Linked DNA regions of Danio rerio: all the other regions are linked to region 1. The links are chromatin contacts, called in public HiCAR-type and HiChIP or PLAC-seq maps. All regions are on one chromosome and are shown on one strand. Each heading gives the region's core, a stretch centred on a gene start, on an enhancer-like site or on the middle of the called end of the contact. The rest is flanking DNA. Distances are from core to core; before and after follow the strand shown.

The links. HiCAR-type assays count read pairs that join an accessible place to other places. HiChIP or PLAC-seq counts read pairs in DNA pulled down with a chosen protein or histone mark.
Region 2: a contact with region 1 is called in an H3K4me3 HiChIP or PLAC-seq map of embryo, with 2.5 times the contacts expected there. The contact joins the promoter of si:dkey-21e2.4 here to the promoter of bsg in region 1. A contact is called at or near these places in 1 of 18 Hi-C or Micro-C datasets (hematopoietic stem cells) and 1 of 4 datasets of contacts at active chromatin or transcription factors (embryo).
Region 3: a contact with region 1 is called in a HiCAR-type map of caudal fin, with 7 times the contacts expected there. The contact joins the promoter of cbarpb here to the promoter of bsg in region 1. A contact is called at or near these places in 5 of 18 Hi-C or Micro-C datasets (caudal fin, embryo, hematopoietic stem cells and 1 more) and 3 of 4 datasets of contacts at active chromatin or transcription factors (caudal fin, embryo and gastrula embryo).

The regions. Positions count from the first base shown.
Region 1 is chr22:18,633,043-18,636,492 of GRCz12tu, reverse strand. It overlaps bsg (basigin), which reads right to left and starts at 1,703. Exons shown (of 9, transcript NM_198142.2): 1 at 1,473-1,703. The coding sequence starts at 1,542.
Region 2 is chr22:18,885,662-18,889,111 of GRCz12tu, reverse strand. It overlaps si:dkey-21e2.4, which reads right to left and starts at 1,718. Exons shown (of 5, transcript XM_021474468.3): 1 at 1,642-1,718; 2 at 1,415-1,559; 3 at 1,175-1,313; 4 at 764-1,015; 5 at 433-680. The coding sequence starts at 1,705. The coding sequence ends at 525.
Region 3 is chr22:18,490,767-18,494,216 of GRCz12tu, reverse strand. It overlaps cbarpb (CACN subunit beta associated regulatory protein b), which reads right to left and starts at 1,913. Exons shown (of 10, transcript XM_680490.10): 1 at 1,845-1,913.

The DNA of each region.
Region 1 (3,450 bases), core at 454-2,953:
TAATTAAATTTGAAGGGCAAATCAATCCCACCCATCATGCGGGGTACATGCTGACAAATAACATTTTTTTATGTTAAATGACTGCCAGCGGCATCAACAAAAACTGTCACGCTTTAACAAAATAGCTGCATGTTTGCTCTAACCCAATTTATTGAGCTGGGCTGAAGATGAATACTCAGGGGAAACCCCCATTTTAATTCTGATATGGAGATGCTAGCTTTGCATCCAGCTTTGGTGTTCTGCCATAGCGCATGTGCTAACTCTAGAACTGCATGAGTAAACCTGTTCTTGCACAAGCTGTGTTGTTTTGAGAAAGCATCAATGCTTACGTGCTGAAAAGCACCTCCTAGAGTGTTTAAAGCTCTGTTTCTAAAGAGGACCATGAAGCAGATTATGTTGGGATTTGCGACCATGTCATTCATCAGCTGTTGCTTCAGGAGGAGTAAACAAATTATGATGGAGCCAGACTAGAAAACAATCACTCGCATTCATCATTAAGCAATTGATTTTACTGAAAGGGTAGGAATAATATTTTAATAAATTTCACAGTATTAGATTTCCAATTAAACACTAAACTTTCATTACAGTGAGTGTACTACGTTGCATGCTCAAGTTCAGTAGGTTTGCATAGATTATTGCCATTTCCAGTGATGGAACAATATAATAAGCTTAAGCTGAGCCTTTTACGGAACAAGGGAGGCCTGAAAGATGAAAATTGCTGCTTGCTTTGTCAAATGATTGGATGAAACATATTTTGCCTTCCCCAGCTTGTATTATAAATGATTACAGGCTCCTCCTGTTTACAAAACTTGACAGGAGGCCTCCAAAAACTAGTCTGCACCGGTTGTCATCATTGCCTGCTGCTTACCAGGTTTTACACATCATTTACTGGAGTAACTGACCTGCATGAATAGGGACAAATATTAATACTTCATTTGGAAAAGTTTGGATGAGCCATTCCTGAAATAATTAAATATCAACTAAGGGATCTTCTACAGTTTGGAAAATGTGTAACTCAGGTGGTTACAAAACCCAATGCTTGGGGATTAAAGGTTATTTTGGATGAAAGCAGAGCAAATCCACGTGATGGGGTTGAGTGTGGTAAACGTAACCTTAAACATTTTTCAATATAAACATTTAAAATATAATTACTTGTGACAAACAAATAGTTTGCGGAGAGTATGAAAGAGCATCAAGGAGAAAAACAACTACTTTAACTTAAACATCAGCTGTTGATTTATAGTTTGACTAAATGTGCGAGAGCGGTCGCTCGTGCGCGACAGATTCCCGACGATTTTCCAATTTTCAAATCGTTACAAACGTTCACTAACGATGTATATTGCTTTATAGTAAAGTAAAAACAATGTGAATGTAAAATCTGTCGTCCGAGTCGTGTTTCTGTCAACAAACGCCTTGTGTGAAAAACGAGCTCACGAGCTAACACGATCAACAGAAAAAGCAGACGTCCTTACCTGTCATAGCTTCGGCTTGAAACCAGCCGATACAAATGACCAAAACAGCGCCAAAGAGCTTCTTTTCCATGCTGAGGAGTTATTAAAATCTAAAAGGAAAATTTTGGGCCTGTTCGAGATGAAAAAAGAAAATGGAGAAAGCCTTCAGAGGAACCTAGTCGTCCTCTATTTGTTCGGACTCGGAGCTCACTCGAGAACGCGCACGTAAAGAAGGGCGAGTTTATGCGTCACCACGTCCGGTTCTCAACGTCACGGCGTTTTGCACTTGTTTGCTAATTTCCAAAATGATTTCGACTGCTAATGTTTTGAGATATATCCAGCTGCAGGCCCGCAGAACCACACACGTTTGAGGCACACACAATCTAGGACACACAATCTAGGCAAACCATAAATGGTAACTAACTCTTTAGCATTATCGCTACCTATTGAATTTCACAAATATGGTTTCCCATTTCAGTCAATTTTATTATTATATCGTAACGATCATTTTAAAGTCTCTGCAGTTTCTGAACTTAAATTATGTCAATAAAAATAATTGGTTAAAGACACTTATGACTTTATTCATGTGTCCATATACACAAAGAAAACATAATAGACCGTCTAATTGATGGATTAAGTGTAATAAACTAATTCAAGCTCTTAATATTATCATACTTCGTTAAAATCACGTTGTTGTAAAATATAAAAAGCAAACAATAATGTCACTTTAAAATAAATTAGCCTACTATAGTTAACCATTTAAACAATATAGTTAGAAACTGATTATCTTAACTGATTATAATTATAAGTTTATATATAAACTACTATCTTTTACTAAACTGTCACTGTTAAAGCTGTTATATATATATATATATATATATATATATATATATATATATATATATATATATATATATATATATATATATATATATATATATGTGTGTGTGTGTGTGTGTATACACTTATGATTTTTTTTATTAATAGTTAATATTTTATTAATAGTTTTATTAAGAGTATTAAATGTGGGAAATCATTAATTAAAAGGTTATTGGAAAATTAAGCTAATAAACACCGCTTGAGTAAAATATTAATATAGTGTTATACATTTGTTACATATAAAAATATTTTTATGACATATAATGTATTATTGCCTATCTTAACTTGCTATTATTTCCTTCATCATAAATTAATCCATTATATAAATTAAACCTGTCCAAATGAGATCATTCAGCAAAGCCAGCAAACGAGTATCTGCCATATTATTGTCAGATAATAATGACTGATCAGCTATAATGACTGATTAAAAACTGTTCACTCTATTATATTGAATGGCGATCGGAAACAATGCTCCCCATTCGGCCGTCTCAATCGCAATATTTGTGAAATAAAGTAAAGTAAACACTATTGTTTATTGTGTACAATATTTATTAATCAAATATATCAAAATATATCGATGACGATGTCCAAAAAGACGTTATAACTTTAACATCAGTCATAACCATATATGGTTTGCCTAGATTGTGTGTCCTAGATTGTGTGTGCCTAAAACGTGTGTGGTTCTGCGGGTCTGCAGCTGGATATTATTGGATGTTTTCAGGAAATAAGTAGTAGGCTCTGCCATTTTAACTAATTAATGGCTTTTTGGTATAATAAAGGGACATTTCACCCATAAAAGTAAAACTTAATCATTTACTCACCGTAAAATGTTTCCAAACCTTTTATTCTGTTGAACACTAAAGAAAATTAAAAAAAAAAAAAACTAAGAACCTCCTGTAACCACTGACATCCATTTTAGAAAAAATAATAAATAAATAAAAAATACCATAGTCAATGGCTCATGTACTACCATCAATTTCTTCAAAATATTAAAGAAAGTCAAACAGGTTTGAAAAAAGTGAAGGTGTAATGACATAATTTTTTTATTTAACTACAGTAGATAAAGTAAACTATATTTTATTAATATAGTTTATATATACATGTATATAAACTACAATTT
Region 2 (3,450 bases), core at 469-2,968, 250 kb before region 1:
TTTATTTTATTTTATTTACCAGCCTGGTTAAATTAATCAATAATTTTTTATTATGTTCCACCATTCAGATTGAAATTTGGAAATTTAAGAAGTTGTCAAGATGTGTCCCCATATTTAAATAAAACCTCCTGTTGACTTACAGATCAAAAACAATTTGTGGCCATTTTAACAACCAAATAGTCTGTTCTTATTCTTGAAATTTGATATCTTTTTTTCTAAAATGACCTAAACATTATGCAAAATAAAGCATTTTCTATTTTCATGAAGATTGCACACATCTATAAAACCATTTTTACACTACAAAAACTGGAGGCACATGTTGGCAAACACATGCACACTCCAACCTGTAGGACAAACGGAATGCTAAGACCAGTCAAGTGATAATATTGTATTAAAAATTCTTGAGACAATGAGGACAATTCAACTCACTGATGCTTGTAAACTGATTGTTTTATTGAAAGACATGGAAAAAAAAAATTAAGAAAAACATTTCATGTTTTTTTTTTTTTTTTTTCATGAAGTTACTAAACATTTTCAAGTTTGAATCGGATCCACTGAAGATATGCTGAAATCTTAGTATAAGCATTAGGATAGAGACGGGAATTACAGAGATAACCATCACCGAAAGCTGTGATACCGACAGCAGTGTTATTACAAACCAAAGGACCTCCTGAATCCCCCTGTTTAAAAACACAGATAAGCACGTCACTAGTGAAAAAGGTTTGTACATTAACATAAAATCTGAATCATTATTCATACGTACATTGCAGGATCCTCCATGGCCATAAGCACAGATCATCTCTGACGCCACATATTCAGATCCCCATCTGCGTTCACACTCTGCATCATTCACTATAACTGTCTCTGCCTCCATTAGACGATCAGGCACTGGGCCTTTACTCCACAAATCTCCCCAACCAGCAACACTACAGATAGTATCTGCTTCAACATCTTCTCCATCTTTTGGTAATGATATCAGTCCAATGCTGTTGCTCAGTCTGACTTTTTTCTTCAGCTTTAATGCACAATTGTAAATTGTAAACTTTTTTGTATAATTATACTGGTAAATGTTTTAAGGTTCAAAACAGAAGTCCCAAAGATGAATTAAATACATTTAATTCATTCAGTAGAAATTCAAAAAAATTTTACAAATAAAATAATTACAGATTGATACCTTCAAAAGCATGATGTCATTCAGATCAGGATTCAGTTCATAGTCTTGATGTGGGATGTAGGATGCCACTTCATAGGAGTTGTAAATTTCATTTTTACTCAAATCATGGGCACCAACCACAACCGTCAGGACGTCACCTCTGTTGAAAAAGCATATATAATTGCCATATGAATACACAGCAGCTGATATGTCGTTCAGAAAAAAACAAACATTTCAGTTCGTACTAAAAACAACTCTTACTCTTCCCAGCAATGTGCAGCAGTCAAAACAAACTCTTCAGTAATGAGGGATCCACCACAAATATGCTCCCCATCATATTGAAGAGAAACCATGTAAGGTCTTGAGTGAGGTTTTGCTTCAGTGCCGTCCACTATACCCACACGAGCTGAAAGAAATTTTGTTGTTAGTCAATTATATGCCATTTAAATGTTATTCACAAATGTGTAAATCTCAACAGTCAGTCTCACCAGTGAAGGTCACGTCTGGCACCAGAGAAACCAGCAGGAGCAGAGAGATGATCGTGATGGTCATGATGAAGACTATCAGTGAGCTCGCAGTGATGCCCACTATTAAATAACACGAGAAGTGGGTGGAGTCAGCAACTTTTAAAAGAAGTAATGAAAATTTGAGATTTGAAGATAAAGTGGCTTTTTTTGTCGTCTTTATTTTGTGTCTCTACCTCTAGATAGCGCACTCAACCCAAGAGAACATGCTTCACACATTCTGTATGTGAAACATGACTGAGACATACCTGTCAATCCTAATGTTTTCCATATTTTACCATTCTATCACACTATCATCCCTTTAAATCCACCTATTTTTCTTCCTACATTTTAATATTCCTATACGAAATCTCACTGGTTGTTATTGATGTATTTGCCTTCTTGTTCTTAAGTGTGGGACTAGTCAGGGATTACTAGAGGATAGTTGAGGTGTCCTGACAAGTTATCTTTCTCATCAGATTATGCTACCAACACTGTATTTAAAAAGCTCTAAGGTTAGGGTTAGGGATTAGGTAGGTTCGGGTGATATTACAGCTTCATATCACACTACTCCACATTAAAATTTACAGTGGTAGCAAAATCTGATTCGTAAAATATAGTGTCATCAAAATGCACTACCTATTTTTGAATTGGAGGTAGGACAAATCGACAGAACACCGGCCTAAATCATAAGCAAACTGACCGGATGTTTAGGGTCTCGTGGCGACCAGGGGACCCCAAATGGTGCATAAAATAACTAAAATGGGTGATGATGATTATAAAAAATGCATTATTCATTAAAGAGCCCATATTATACATGAAATAGGGTCATATCTTGGTTGTAAGGGTCTCCAAGGTAAAAAAAACACTTTCGTGGTCTTATAATCTGCATTTATTTTTACCTAATTATTCCAGCGACTCCTGTATGAATCGTCCAGTGATTCATTTGTTCCCAAACCCCTCCTTAGCGCGAAGCTAATCTGCGCTGATTGGACCGATGACAGTCTGTCGCGATTGGTCGACTGCCTTCAGTCAGAGAGTGAAATGCCAAACAGCTAATCAGCAATATAAAAGTAATCACAGTGCATACACGCTCGATAGTGTAGGCGTGGATTTTAGCTGCCAGTGGGTCAATGTAAATACAGACTATGGACTTGAAAATTCAGACGACTAACTATTTTATTGAGCAAAAACTCCAAAAACAGTTGAGGAGATCTCCTAGCTTCTCACTCTGCTCTTTTCACAGACACACACACACACATATTGCACACACACACACACACACACACACACACACACACACACACACACACACACACACACACACACTTAACCCTGCTCTGGACGACAACGCGCGCGCGCGCGCACACACACACACACACATCTCCGGACGACAGCACACACACACACATACAGACACACACACTACTCCTCGTCCACGGAGCTCCGTTAACAAAGCAGCACGCGTCACGTTTTTAACGTGACTTTGCACGCGATAAGAGAACCTGATACAGTACACGCGGTTACAAGTAACAAATCACAACTAAATACATTTGCCATCTAGAGTCAACGAGGCAACTTTAATCGCAAGTACTTACACTTTAGAAATGGAGGAAGAAAAATCCATCCTGACGTCCAGCAGTAAGTTACTCTTTACTGATCCTTCCTTTAACAAACGCTGATAAAGTATTATTTGTAGCATGTAGTTTCCAGAAGTTTCCAGTAGTTTCCAACTGCTTGGCTATAATGCTGAGGTTTCATCTTTGGGTAGAGACTCAATATATCCATCTGCAG
Region 3 (3,450 bases), core at 664-3,163, 140 kb after region 1:
TCAGTTGATCGTCAGTTAGGTTAGTGTAGCTATTTCATCATTGGTTATTAAATATTCAGAGGTAATATCAGTGGTAATAACGTGTAAAAATCTCAATCAAATGTGTACTTTATTCAGATTCAGAGTACTTCAGTTATTGCTGCTACTTTTGCCACCTTAATTGGTAGCCTACTAGCAACAAAATGGTTTTCGATTTAATAAAATAAAGCTATTTTTTGCTAAATATTCCATTGTTACTCGTAATAAATTGCACAAATCCAATATATATATATATATATATATATATATATATATATATATATATATATATATATATATATATATATATATATATATATATATATATGTATGTATGTATGTATGTATGTATGTATGTATATTTATACGTTGCTAATTATTATTGTTATACAGTACTTATTATTATTGTTATTCTGTACTTAATTGAGTACTTATAATTGTATTGTCGCTTCTGTTTATCCTATTCCGTTTTCATTTTTCATAGTAGGCTACTTACTTTTAATGATTTATTATCAATTACATTATACACTTAACAGAGATAAATTGTAATTTTATTGGTAATTCATATGTTACTTATTTAGACAAGTGCTATTGTACTTAAACGGTTTTTGCTATTCCAGCTTTGCTACTTTCTAGTTCTAGCAGCTACTAAATACAATAGCTAAATAATACTTTTTAATACAAATGCATGTGTTTGTGTTACTAGCAGCTTTATTTTACATATTACAAAGTATTATCATCACTACTGATCGTCAGTTAGGTTTGTGTAGCTATTTCATCATTGGTTATTAAATATTCAGTTGTAATATCAGTGGAAGTAACGTATATAAAAATCTCAATTAAATGTGCACTTTATTCAGATACTTCAATTACAGTACATCAGTTATTGCTGCTATTTTTTTAAGCTTTACGTTTCATTGGTAGACAAGTAGCAACAAAAATATTTTTGATAACATGATTTTTTTTGGTAAATATTTCATTGTTACTGGTAATAAATTGCACGTATATATATATATATATATATATATATATATATATATATATATATATATATATATATATATATATATATGTGTGTGTGTGTGTGTGTGTGTGTGTGTGTGTATATTTTCGATACTTATTATTATTGTTATTCGGTACTTATTTGAGAACAACTGTGTACTCATAATTGTATTGTTGTCGCTTCTGTTTATCCTATTCATTTTTCGTTTTCATGGTAGGCTACTTAACGACTTATTATCGATTACATTATACATTTATTTTAACAGAGATAGATACTATGTTATTGGGAATTCACATGTTATTTATTTAGACAAGTATTATTGTACTTAAACTGTTTCTGCTATTCCAGCTTTGCTACTTTCTAGTTCTAGCAGCTACTACAAACAATAGCTAATAATTAGCCTACTAGTAAAGCTGGAATAGCAAGTTGCTTAATTGAGATAATCACTGTCGCTAGTAAAACTAGTCAGTTTTTGGTTATGACTAGACTACAACACAGTTAGTTAAAATATATGAATGTTTAAACCGCTTGCCATAACAGCGTTATGTGAGCATCAATAGACGCTCGATAAACCCAAATACAAGATGGATTTAAATATCACTCCCAAAACAAAAGAGTTCAAGCATTTACAATAAACAGATAACCCGTAAAACGCAAAGTAAATCGGTTGTGTGCTTCCTCAGACCAGCAGAAACTCGTTGGCTGAAGATGCTCTCTCCACATTTCAGGCTATCATCACCCTCCAATAATAAAGCGCGATGTCATTCAAGACGCTGATCGAGGAAACAATAACTGTGTGAAAGACAGGCGAACCAAAACTCACCGAACTCTAATTCACGTGGTCCATGAGACGAAAGAGGGGAAGCTCGCGAACGATTCCACCGGTCTTCTCCTGAATTTGGGCTTTAAAATCTTTTTGTATTTATGAATGAAGCCCCCCGTTAAACACACCCACTCGCCCGTCGCCCAGTGAGAGGCGCAGACTGTGACGTCAAAAGTGAGGTACAGCGTTACTTATCACAAGTGTCTATCACGCCCTCGTCCTCTCATGATGTTATGGAAATGAGGTAATCCCCCATTTGAGTCAGTGAAAAATCTTCAGAAACGGGCATCCCCAAGCGGCCTGGGCGCAGTGCAGGTTTGGAAGAACATAGGCTATGGATCATACTTAACATAAATATAATAGCAGAGTAAATTGTAGGGAACAATTTTTTATTATTTAATGTGAATCATTAATAATTTCAACCTTATTTTATACTGGAAGGACTGTGAGAATGAATTAAATTCGTGCAATGGATATTTTGAAGTGACATAACGCCCCCTGCTGTTTGTAACGATCATTACACCCTTAATTTAGTCAGTGGGTTTTTCTCATTCAGTCATTCATTTATTCATTTTTCTTCGGCTTAGTCCCTGGGTCAGGGTTCGCCACAGCGGAATGAACCCCCAGGTATTTCTCATTGTTTTATATATTTCTTTAAAAAAAAAGGTTAGGTCCCTATCAACGTTTATTTTACTAAACACAAGATGGCTTTTAAAGATGGCCATAAATGAACATAAATTAAATTATTATTTATATTTTAAGAAATTACTATTTAATTTATTTTCTTTTTAGCTTAGTCCTTTTATTCATCAGGGGTCGCCACAGCAGAATGAACCCCCAACCTATCAAGAATGTTTTACACATGGATGCCCTTCCAGCTGCAACCCAGTGCAGGAAAACATCTATAAACACATTAATTCATACACATACACTACACGTCTAACTGTCAAAATGTCAGTTAGACCATACACTAAATGTCTTTGGAATCTTTATGTATAATTATGGAGTGTATTGTGTGTGCAGATGTGTATATATGTATAGAGTGTATCATGTGCCCATATTTATAGTGTGTATATGTATAGAGTGTATCATGTGCCTATATTTATAGTGTGTGTAAGTGTAAGGGGTGCATCATGTGTGCGTATGTATAGAGTGTATATATGTATTGTAAGGGGTGTATCATGTGTGTATTTGTAAGGGGTGTATTGAGTGTGTATATGTATGGGGTGTATAGATGTATAGAGTGTATCACGTGCCTATATTTGTGGAGTACATATGTATAGAGTGTGTATATGTAAGGGTTGTATCAAGTGTGCCTAAGTACATATAGTGTGTGTATTTGTAAGGGGTGTATCATGTGTGCGTATGTATAGACTGTGAATATGTATCAGGTGTATCATGTGTATATATGTATGGAGTGTATCATGTGTGCATAAGTATAGAGTGTGCATATGTAAGGGTTGTATCATGTGTGTATAAGTATAGAGTGTGTATATGTAAGGGGTGTATCATGTGTGCATAACTATAGAGTGTGTATTTTTAAGCGGTGTATAATGTGTGCATATGTATAGAGTGTGTATATGTAAGGGGTGTATCATGTGTGGGT